2 separate regions of the Mus musculus genome follow, and region 2 is linked to region 1. The links are chromatin contacts, called in public Hi-C maps. All regions are on one chromosome and are shown on one strand. Each heading gives the region's core, a stretch centred on a gene start, on an enhancer-like site or on the middle of the called end of the contact. The rest is flanking DNA. Distances are from core to core; before and after follow the strand shown.

Region 1 (4,579 bases), core at 1,344-3,843:
TCAATGATGTAACTGAGCTTGATCTCCACAAATGCTTCTCTTTGAGTGTTTGTAATCTCTATCATCTCAAACTGGTAGTCTATGTAAATAATATTCCCAGAGATCTGCGAATGTCTGTGATTCACACTGCTGGTGGCCCAGGTCCTGTCAACACTTCTATGGCATGTGCTGGCTCCTCCTCCTCTTTCCCTCTCTCCTCTTCTTCACCTTCAACCCTTCCTCTTTCCCTTTCTTCTCATTGTCTTCTTCGCCTCTTCCTCCTTTTCCTTCTTTCTTGACCTTTTCTCCTCCTTTCTTCACTACACCTATCCTTCTTCATTCTCTTCCTCCTACTTGTTCCTCCTGTTTCTTTTTCTTTCTTCTCTTCTTCCCCCTCCTCTTTCTGAATGAAAAGATCCACTAAATTTCGTACAAAGATGAATGAAAACAAAATGTACTCATTCCCATTTCAAGTTGACAAACCTTCAAAATTAAGACTCTCTCTTTCTCCCCACCCCCGTGTGTGTGTGTGTGTGTGTGTATGTATGTGTGTGTGTGTGTTTATATGTGGGTATTAAGACCACTGTAGCTTTTTCCAGGTACATTTGTGCCATATTATGCTCTTGCTCAGCCTGCACACAATATTTCTCCGCAATCTTATTTTAATTTGAAACGCAATGCATGTTTAAAATGAAAATGCTCTTACACTCAGCAGCACTCTCCTGGAACCCAGCCCTTAGAGAAGAGCCAAAAAATTCAGAAGTGTTATTTGAAAGATGTCAAATGTGCTTTGACTTCTAGCAAACATTTCCTGGGGATAAGTTCAGGGCTCTAGTACAAACAGCAAATGAGGCTTAAACATCAAGCATGTGTAGAAAATAGCATATTCTGCTAGGAGAAGGCATGTAAAAAAGAGACTATCTCAATTATGATAAAAAGGATAATTTAATATGGACTTTAAGTATATTAAAGGTGAAAAACTCAGCAATAAAACATTGCCCTAAAATTAATTGCACATATTTAATTTTTGCCTTTAATCTTTTGGGGGATAGCTAAATATTTTGTTAACATGAGGAGTATATTGAAAGGATTATAATTGACACATCAATTAGATGGACAGTTCTGGAATTAACTTTATCTAATTTAGACAAATCTGCATGGAGCAGTTAAGTTGTCTCTGAGTTAAAGCCTAAGAACACTGTTCAGTTTTCTGTGTTTTTGATTTTTGTTATAAAAGCATAAATTTCCTAAGTAATGGTTTCAGTTTTTAGGAATACTAAATACTTCAGAGAATGAAAACTAGTGACATCCAAGTATTTTAGTTATTAATATACAGTCTAAATTTTGCAGTCCTGTGCAAACAGGAACTATTTTAATGAATTTCTAACTCTGCTCCACAATGAGCTTCAGGAAGCAGCTGCTCTTGGGACTTAAGAAGGTCTGAGTTCTGCATCCTGGTACCTCATCCTGCACTATTGATTCTGATTCTCCCATCATACATTTTACAAAAGGACAGATTTTTTAACTCCACGGGTTCAGGCTGTGTAGAAGCTGCCCAGCCTGTCTGTGTTACCATTCTAAGGTTACTATTTGGCTGCTGTGTCACACTTTGCCTTGACTTAACGTAGAGAAGGCAAGGCAGTGACAGAGCTCTATAGGGCCCAGAGACCTGGAGGAATTCTGGAGACATCCTAGAATAGAGATGGATGAGTTTTTCCATAAAAAGTCAGAATCACTCTTTCAGGATGTTTGGACCCTCCCATCTCTGCTGTAACCAGACAACCCTGCTTTGGTATCATGAAGAAGGTAACACTAGCTACATCCCATCCAACTGAATGTCTGCTGCCTTGTAATTAAAAGTCCCAACACAGTCTTTTGGGAACAATCAATATTTGAGCTTTCTGTCCAGCCAAGTCATTAACTGAGTAGATTTGAACTGGGTTCTTTCAGCATCTGGCAGAAGCTAATACACATTGACAACATATATTCATCTGGCTCAGTCAAGACTAGGGACTGCAGATTAGCAACCTCAGTGTGTGGCTGTGACATGTGTGATACCTCTAGGAGTGAAGACTTCGAGTACAGGAAATGACAGGTGTGTGGGAGGGGGAGTGGGTAGTGTTGTTCTGGGGTCAGAAATGCCCAACACTTGAGTTCATCATTTAGGAATCTTATTGTCACCCACAGGCCTGTGGATGACTAAGAATCTCTCTCTTTGGAAAAAGCAGAAGAATGTTCCTCACTGGGAGAGATCCAGACCCACTCACCTGCACCCAGAACCAGCCCACCCACCATGGGTTTCAAGGTGAAGGGAAAGGTGAAAAAATATCAAACCCACACCAACATCACTACAGATACTTAAATGGAGTATCTTAAATGATGCCAGATCCCACAGAGGCACCAGCAAAAGCTCCTCTGTGTGGTTTTGTTCTCTTTGGAAGCAACTTTTGAAACAATCATAAAAATGTAGCTTAGCCCTTTATAGGGTCTTCCAGAAGTGGGGTGGTGGGATGGGAACTTATCTGTCTAGTTTCTCCTCAGAGCAAGCATTCATTTTTCTGTGTCTGATGACCAGCTGGCCACTGAAGAGCTACTGAGCCAACAGCTGCAAAAGATAATTTTGGTAACACCAGCCATGATGCAAATCTCCAAATCCAGCTGGTTCCACTGCAAGTAGGATAAACACAAACAGCTGAAAAATTAGTAAACCCAGAACTTGAAATACTCTAGAGACACTGTAATGTTTGATTTTTTCATCCTGCTGTTTGTTATCTGTCGTCTTAAGCCTAAACATCACTTTTGTATTTCATCTTCCTGTCTAAAGACTGTATTTCATTAGGAATTAATTGGTCCTTCCTTGCAAACAAAATATTTGGGTTCCCATTTTTCCTCCTGTTTCTTATACTCCATCGCTGATCCAGCATCTTTCTAAAGAGCTGAGAATCTCATTGAAACTCATCAGTTCCCAGGGCTCAACAAAAGTAAAAAAAAAAAAAAAAAAAAAAAGGTTCAGATACTCTTCCCTGGAATGCTGAATGTATCAGGGTTCTTGGAAGAATAAAAGGCAGCTAGCATTGAAAAGCTGATGGCCTGCTATGGCACAGGCTAAGGAATAGAAGAGTCTACCAAGAAGGTATAATCTATATTCCTTGCTCATTAATAATGTCATCTCAGATTGGCCCTTTCCATTTCACTTAGACTTATTAGAAACGCAGAATATTTGCCTTCACCCCTTGCCTTTTATATCAGAGTATGCTTGCCGAAGAGGGGAGGGTGTTTGGGAGACTTGCTGCATATACTCCCCTGGAAGGGTTATGTTAGAGAAGGAGCCAACTCCTTAACCCAGTGACCTCAGTGAGCATCCTGCACAGGAACTAGGTCTTGCCTTTGGTTCCCATCAGATTATTGATGTTCTCTCTCAGAATGAATCAAGACAACCAGTTGTATCTTCTCTATTTCATTCCACTGGGAACTTGTCTGAAGAAGAAGGAAAAAAAAAAAAAAAACAATTCCTGAGTTCCAACCCAACTGAATAAAAAACTCTGGGGTTAGTTATTCTCAGCCTTCCAGTGGATTTTGAGGAACAAGTTTGAGGAACATAATCTTATAGTACAAGGCATCAGTGAATGGTTTCCAAGGTTCCTATCCCATCCTTATCACCCAACCTCTCTCCCCCTTCTGGGCTTTTACCTTGTGGGTTTGGCTCTCTCTTTCTTTGGCCTTTATAACCACAGTTTCTGTCCTTGGGCAAAGTTATTCCAAGCCCTTTCCTAATGTGATAGTAGAAATATACATACGTTTAAGTGAAGATAAATGAAATTTTAGAATTTTAACAGAAAGAGAAGTAGAACAAGCACTGATGTCATGAAGTTGAAAGTCATAGCAGGATGCAAGGAAGAGAAAGGGCTGACTTTGGATGCTGGGGTATTCAGAATTCACAAGCAGTTATGCTCTGCCAATCTCTGGCCTTCTTGTGAGGGTACATGAAGAAATTCCCATTAGATTCTGCCACTACAGTGGGATACTGACTGCGCTGCTGAATGTCAGCCTCACCCATATGAACTTGAACAAGGTTTGAGTGTGGATTGCTTGTTATTGACTCCCAGATAATTCAGCTTCAAAGCCTGGACTCAATTATAAATTAAATATCATTATTAAATTCTGTGAGAAACAAAGGTTATTAGGTCACACCTCTTAAGGCAGAGTCAACAAGCCCTTTCTGCTAAGGACCAGATGTCAGATCCACTAGCCTTTGCAGGCCATTTGGTCTCTGTTGTTACAGCAGAGAAGCTGCAACAGACCATATGTAAATGAATACATGTGGCTGCCTTCCAGTGCAACTTGGTTTATGGACTGTGAAATTTTATAATTCTCACGTACCATGAGATATTTTTCTTCTGTTAATTTTTCCTAAACATTAAAATATGTAACAACTATTTTTATTGGCTCACAGGCTGCATTAAAAACAGGCAAGAGGACAGATCGGGTCTACAGAGCATCAATTTTTCAACTTGCTTTACACACACTTAAAAAAAAAGAATCTCAGAAGACACAGCATTTGCTTACAAAAGTTTCCTCAAGTTGAAGAAAGAAATAGAAG
Region 2 (4,579 bases), core at 1,306-3,805, 100 kb after region 1:
AGCTTTAAATTACATCTCCAATTCTCCAAGTGTTGCAGGTCACCCACAGTGAGCCTCCTCCTAAGGCTTCTGGCAGGTTCAAGAGTCTGTGATTAATCAATAAACATTAGTTGATGAGGACCGCACTAATCCAAGCTCCCAAGAGGGTGTCAGAACCAGACAAGGCATGGCCCTGTGCTCTTGGAGAATCGAGTTGAACCCAGTGATTTTTCCAGCTTCTTAGAAGCTGAATCAATTCAGCTAAGTGACTTCTCATGAGAGCCATGTTATCACTGGGCAGAGCCAAGATAAACCCGATGGAATCTGCACAGACCACACAGATGTTCACAATCACCCTCACAGGAATGTTTATTCCAGCGAACCAAACTGTCATGTAAGGGCAGTCTGCGTCTAGCGCAGCACGTGTCTCACATTTTCTCAGCTCACACGGTTCTCCACAGCTGTTAAGAATCTGGATTTAGGGTTAATCCCCATCCAGGAAGGATGAGGTTTAAAACAAGGGGTTAAAAGAGTGAAGACAACATTCCGAGAAGGGAAACATAAAGAGACAGGTTCTTGGTCTGGGACTAAAACAACAAGAGGCACAAGGAATGAATATTTTGTGAAACATGGAGAGAAAAATGCAAAATGCTCATTTTTGTCTGTCTTCTCTTTGCCCCTGCTCACTCCGGGCTAAGCATCTAGCAAGCAATCAACAAAGAACGGAACTCGCTCCAAAATCCTAAGAGCAATACCACTGCGGGAGGGGTGCAATGAGCTAAACTTCCTTTGGTGGAGTTCAGAGCTGCTTATCAGAAAGCAGGTTTTCTGAGTCCCACCCACCCACAGAGGCTGAATCTGGAGAAGCAGCGCTGGACCCAGGAACCTACATCCTTAGCGTGTCCCCCAAGAAATGTGATGAACTTACCTTTGTAATGGATCCCGTCTTCTCCAAAGGGCACCTGCTGGTGTGGACTGGTTCTGCTAAACATTGAAGACGATGTCATAACCAAGAATTCCACCCTGGACCCATCCTGCAGGTAGCAAGCTTAAGAATGTTCTTCATAACCACAGGGGACTAGAGGTGTTTCCAAGTGAGTCCTAATTAGATCAGGGAAGCAGAGGCAGGAATAGTTCCAGAATGTACCCAAGGGCCAGAGCTAACCTGAGTATGACCAGAGTCACTGTTGATGTCTAGTCCAGATATCTTTTCTTTCTGCCAAGCCACTTCCTCTTTTCAACTTTACTTTCACTAGGTTTAAAAAAATAATAGCTGTCCCCAAGCAGCCACAGACAAATTTGTGTCACATTCCCAGCTTCTGATTTGGAAACAGGAGGGAAAGAAGGCAAAGAAGTACGTGAGGTACTTTACAAAGATTTCTTTAAAAGTAAAATGAAGCTGGGGAGATGCTGCTGTCAGTAAAATGGCTACTGTGTAATCACCAGGACCTGATGTCAGATCCCCAGCACACAAGTGAAAAGCCAGGCATGGGAACACACACCTGTAATCCCAGCATTGGAAACAGAGGGATCCCTGGAGCTCACTGACTACAGTCTAGCCAAACTGGCAAACTCCAGATTTAGTGAGCAACCCGGCCTCTAGTAATAAGGTGCAGAGAGTGGTTGAAGAAGACACCCAACTTCCACCTCTGACCTCTCTCGATATATACATGTATATGTGCACATAGGCACACATGCATGTACACAGGAACACGGTAATATATGCATACATAAGTATTTATAATGCAGATGCATACAGGCACAGAAGTAATTATAGTCTTAGAAAATTAAACATTAAGATTAACAGAATGCTCCATAGCTTTATAATGGATTTGGCAAATTGAAAAATATTCACAAAACTTTCCATGGAGAAAAATATCATTACAGCATGATTCTCCTATTGCCCCAATTTGCATACATTTACTCTCTCTCTGTCTCTGTGTGTGTCTGTTTCTCTCTGTCTCTCTGTCTCTGTCTCTGTCTCTGTCTCTGTCTCTCTCTCTCTCTCACACACACACACACAGGAGGGAGGGAGGGAGGGAGGGAAGGAGAGAGGGAGGGAGGGAGGGAGGGAGGGAGGGAGGGAGGGAGGGAAAAGAGAGAGACAGAGACAGATATGCATAGGCTAGTTTTCCTGCTAACCCATTTTCAGCCATTGTTGTGAGGATTAGAGTTTGGGTTCATTTCTTCACTTCCGCTGATTTTCCTCCAACAAATGTGCCTCACTTGCATAATAGCTCATGTTTTTAAGTAAATGGAAACAGCTACTCCCTGCTCCCTATCTACCCTAAGTGCTAAGCCTCAGGAATCTGGAACATCCATTTGCCTGAGGGATTGTGCCCAAGGGACCAAACTCATGGTAAGGCATGCAGCTTTCTCCTCTAACCCCACCTCTCCCTATGAATGAAATACAAGCCCAGGATTTCTTAGCCCAGCTGAGTAATCAGTGACGCAAGGGTGACAAGACATGACTCAAAAAGACAGAGAAAGTAGCGTCACTGTGCATGGCCCAGGAAGTTGCCTCAGTCCTCTCACTTGGAGTTCCAGGCGTTTAGGGGTCATGGCTTCTTCCTCTATGCTCCTTTTCTGGGTATGAAGCAGCGGCATGCAGGAAAGCAGTGGTTTGTGGGGAGGTCTAATGACCACAGTAAGCCATACCACAGTCAGTAGTCACATAGACTGACCCAAGTCTGGTAGTCAAAACAAGGAGCAGCAGGCAGGGGCATAGCATAGGGAGGAGGATGCTAGGATTTAGAGTTTCTGAAGCATGTGACATCTGCTATTCTTCTCTTCCTGTCGCCTATTGCTCAATAGTTGCTAAATAAAAGAGCAACCAGATAGGGGTTTCAACTCTGTTGGGTGTGCTCACTTTTTTAGTCATACATGTGGCTTATGGCTGTTGGGTCTTCTTTTGAATGCCCCCCAGAGAAGTGATTTGCTGCCTCATTTTAGAGAGCTGTACCAGTTTTTTGGTTTTTTGCTAGTTTGTTTTTTTGTTTTGTTTTGTTTTTGTTTGTTTGTTTGTTTTTTCCAAAACAGGGTTTCTCTGTATAGTCCTGACTGTCCTGGAACTTACTCTGTAGACCAGGCTGGCCTTGAACTTAGAAATCTGCTTGCCTCTGCCTCCCAAGTGCTGGGATTAAAGGCATGCGCCACCACACCCAGCGAGCTGTATCTGTTTTAAAGAAGAGAGTTTCCTTATTCTTAGAAGTGTGGCCCTTGCAACTGAGCATGTATACAAATCACTGAATTTAGGGTGGGCCGAGGAATTTGCATTTCTCTTAAGTCCCCAGAGAACTGAATTATGTTTTAATATAAAGACTTACATTCTGCATTCTATCCAGCACCACACACTGAAACTACTGATTTCCAAATACCAGTTTAACACTGACTATTTTTCTCTGCTTCCTCTTCATTCTCAAGTCCTGTAGGGAAAAGGCAGAATGCCAAAAAAATAAAGCAATACACAGATGCAAAACAAACAGACATATGTGCGCACACACACACACACACACACACACACACACACACACACATCTCTCTCTGCCCTGGCTTTAATATTAGGGAACACAGGGCAGGTCCTTTTCTGTTTTGTGTTCAGTCTTTTAAACCTGTGGGTGTGCCTCTCATGTCTTCTTTGGCTTTTCTCTTACCAACTGAATAAACAAGATAGGAAGCCATGGCCCAAAGACAACATTTTCTCTTCTGAGGTCCCAGCATACAGGATCTGTGAGCAGAGCTCAGACCACTTAGCAGGCTTATGCTACCTTCCTCACACTGAGGTCGGGTGAAGATGAAGATGGGGTAGCCTGTGCATCCATAAGCTGCACCCAACTTCCTATTAATGGCTTCTTATTTCCACACTGTGACTCCCAAAGGTTCCCATGAGGATAGGGTTGGAGGGCTGAGATCTTGTGGTGTAATCCTACAGTCCATCCCACGAGACCTCAGAATCAACACAGCTGGAGTCTCCCAGCTTTCCATTCGTGTGGACATGTCTGTGCTCCTAGACAAAATGTGCATGGACTGTCACCTTCTCCTACTCTGATAAGGAAGCTACTCATGGAGAGGGACAATCTGGGAGACCAGATACATGTTTTCAGGAGTCCCTTTCAGACATCCTCTGTGAGTCAATCTTTCATGGGAGAACTTCATCTAGATCCAGGTCCCCAGGTGGCAGGCTCTCTGAGGACAGGATTTGTCTCTTACAGTTGCTGAGAGCCCAAGACACAGCTCAATTCAAGGTCCAAGTTATGTGTTCTCCACAGTAATTGAGAGAAGCAAGCTTCACCCCATCTCTTGGAGTCGTAAACTTGACTCTAAACAGCAACATTACTGCAGTTTGTGTCTCTGGCCTCAGTCTACCTTTCTCCTCATTCCTGGTACCCTATGTGGTTGTCTAGAATAACAAACTTTCATGCAGAACTCACAGTATGTTGGCCTGCCCACTGAAGCACCTCTTTGTATTTTACATATCCCAGAGAGAGTGGGCTCTTTCCACAGCTGATCTTTGACATTTGATACTTTCTATAATTGATAGGATACTATTTAAAAGCTGGACAATCAGAAGGGAGAGGTAGAAGAAAAGAAGCTGAGTAGC

Evidence for each region. Hi-C and Micro-C count contacts between places; a contact is called where the count stands out from the background.
Region 2: a contact with region 1 is called in a Hi-C map of the C2C12 cell line, with 2.8 times the contacts expected there. The contact joins two enhancer-like sites. A contact is called at or near these places in 1 of 15 datasets of contacts at CTCF or cohesin (large pre-B cells), 35 of 484 Hi-C or Micro-C datasets (the AML12 cell line, B cells, the C2C12 cell line and 26 more), 4 of 115 datasets of contacts at active chromatin or transcription factors (the HPC-7 cell line, acute myeloid leukemia, bone marrow-derived macrophages and 1 more) and 3 of 9 other capture datasets (adipose tissue, liver and pancreatic islet).

The regions. Positions count from the first base shown.
Region 1 is chr2:148,419,253-148,423,831 of GRCm38.p6, forward strand. No RefSeq gene overlaps it. Among named protein-coding and RNA genes, the nearest start is that of Thbd, 13 kb to the left of the region's middle. Within about 2 kb of position 2,594, at least 16 of the 459 cell types and tissues checked have an H3K27ac peak or open chromatin away from gene starts, as enhancers often do. A contact at or near this core is called in the C2C12 cell line, bone marrow-derived macrophages, muscle stem cells and 1 more, where this site is marked.
Region 2 is chr2:148,519,731-148,524,309 of GRCm38.p6, forward strand. Gm46770 (a long non-coding RNA gene) reads right to left here. Exons shown (of 4, transcript XR_001783504.1): 4 at 908-963. Among named protein-coding and RNA genes, the nearest start is that of Gm46770, 40 kb to the right of the region's middle. Within about 2 kb of position 2,556, at least 136 of the 459 cell types and tissues checked have an H3K27ac peak or open chromatin away from gene starts, as enhancers often do. A contact at or near this core is called in the C2C12 cell line, bone marrow-derived macrophages, muscle stem cells and 1 more, where this site is marked.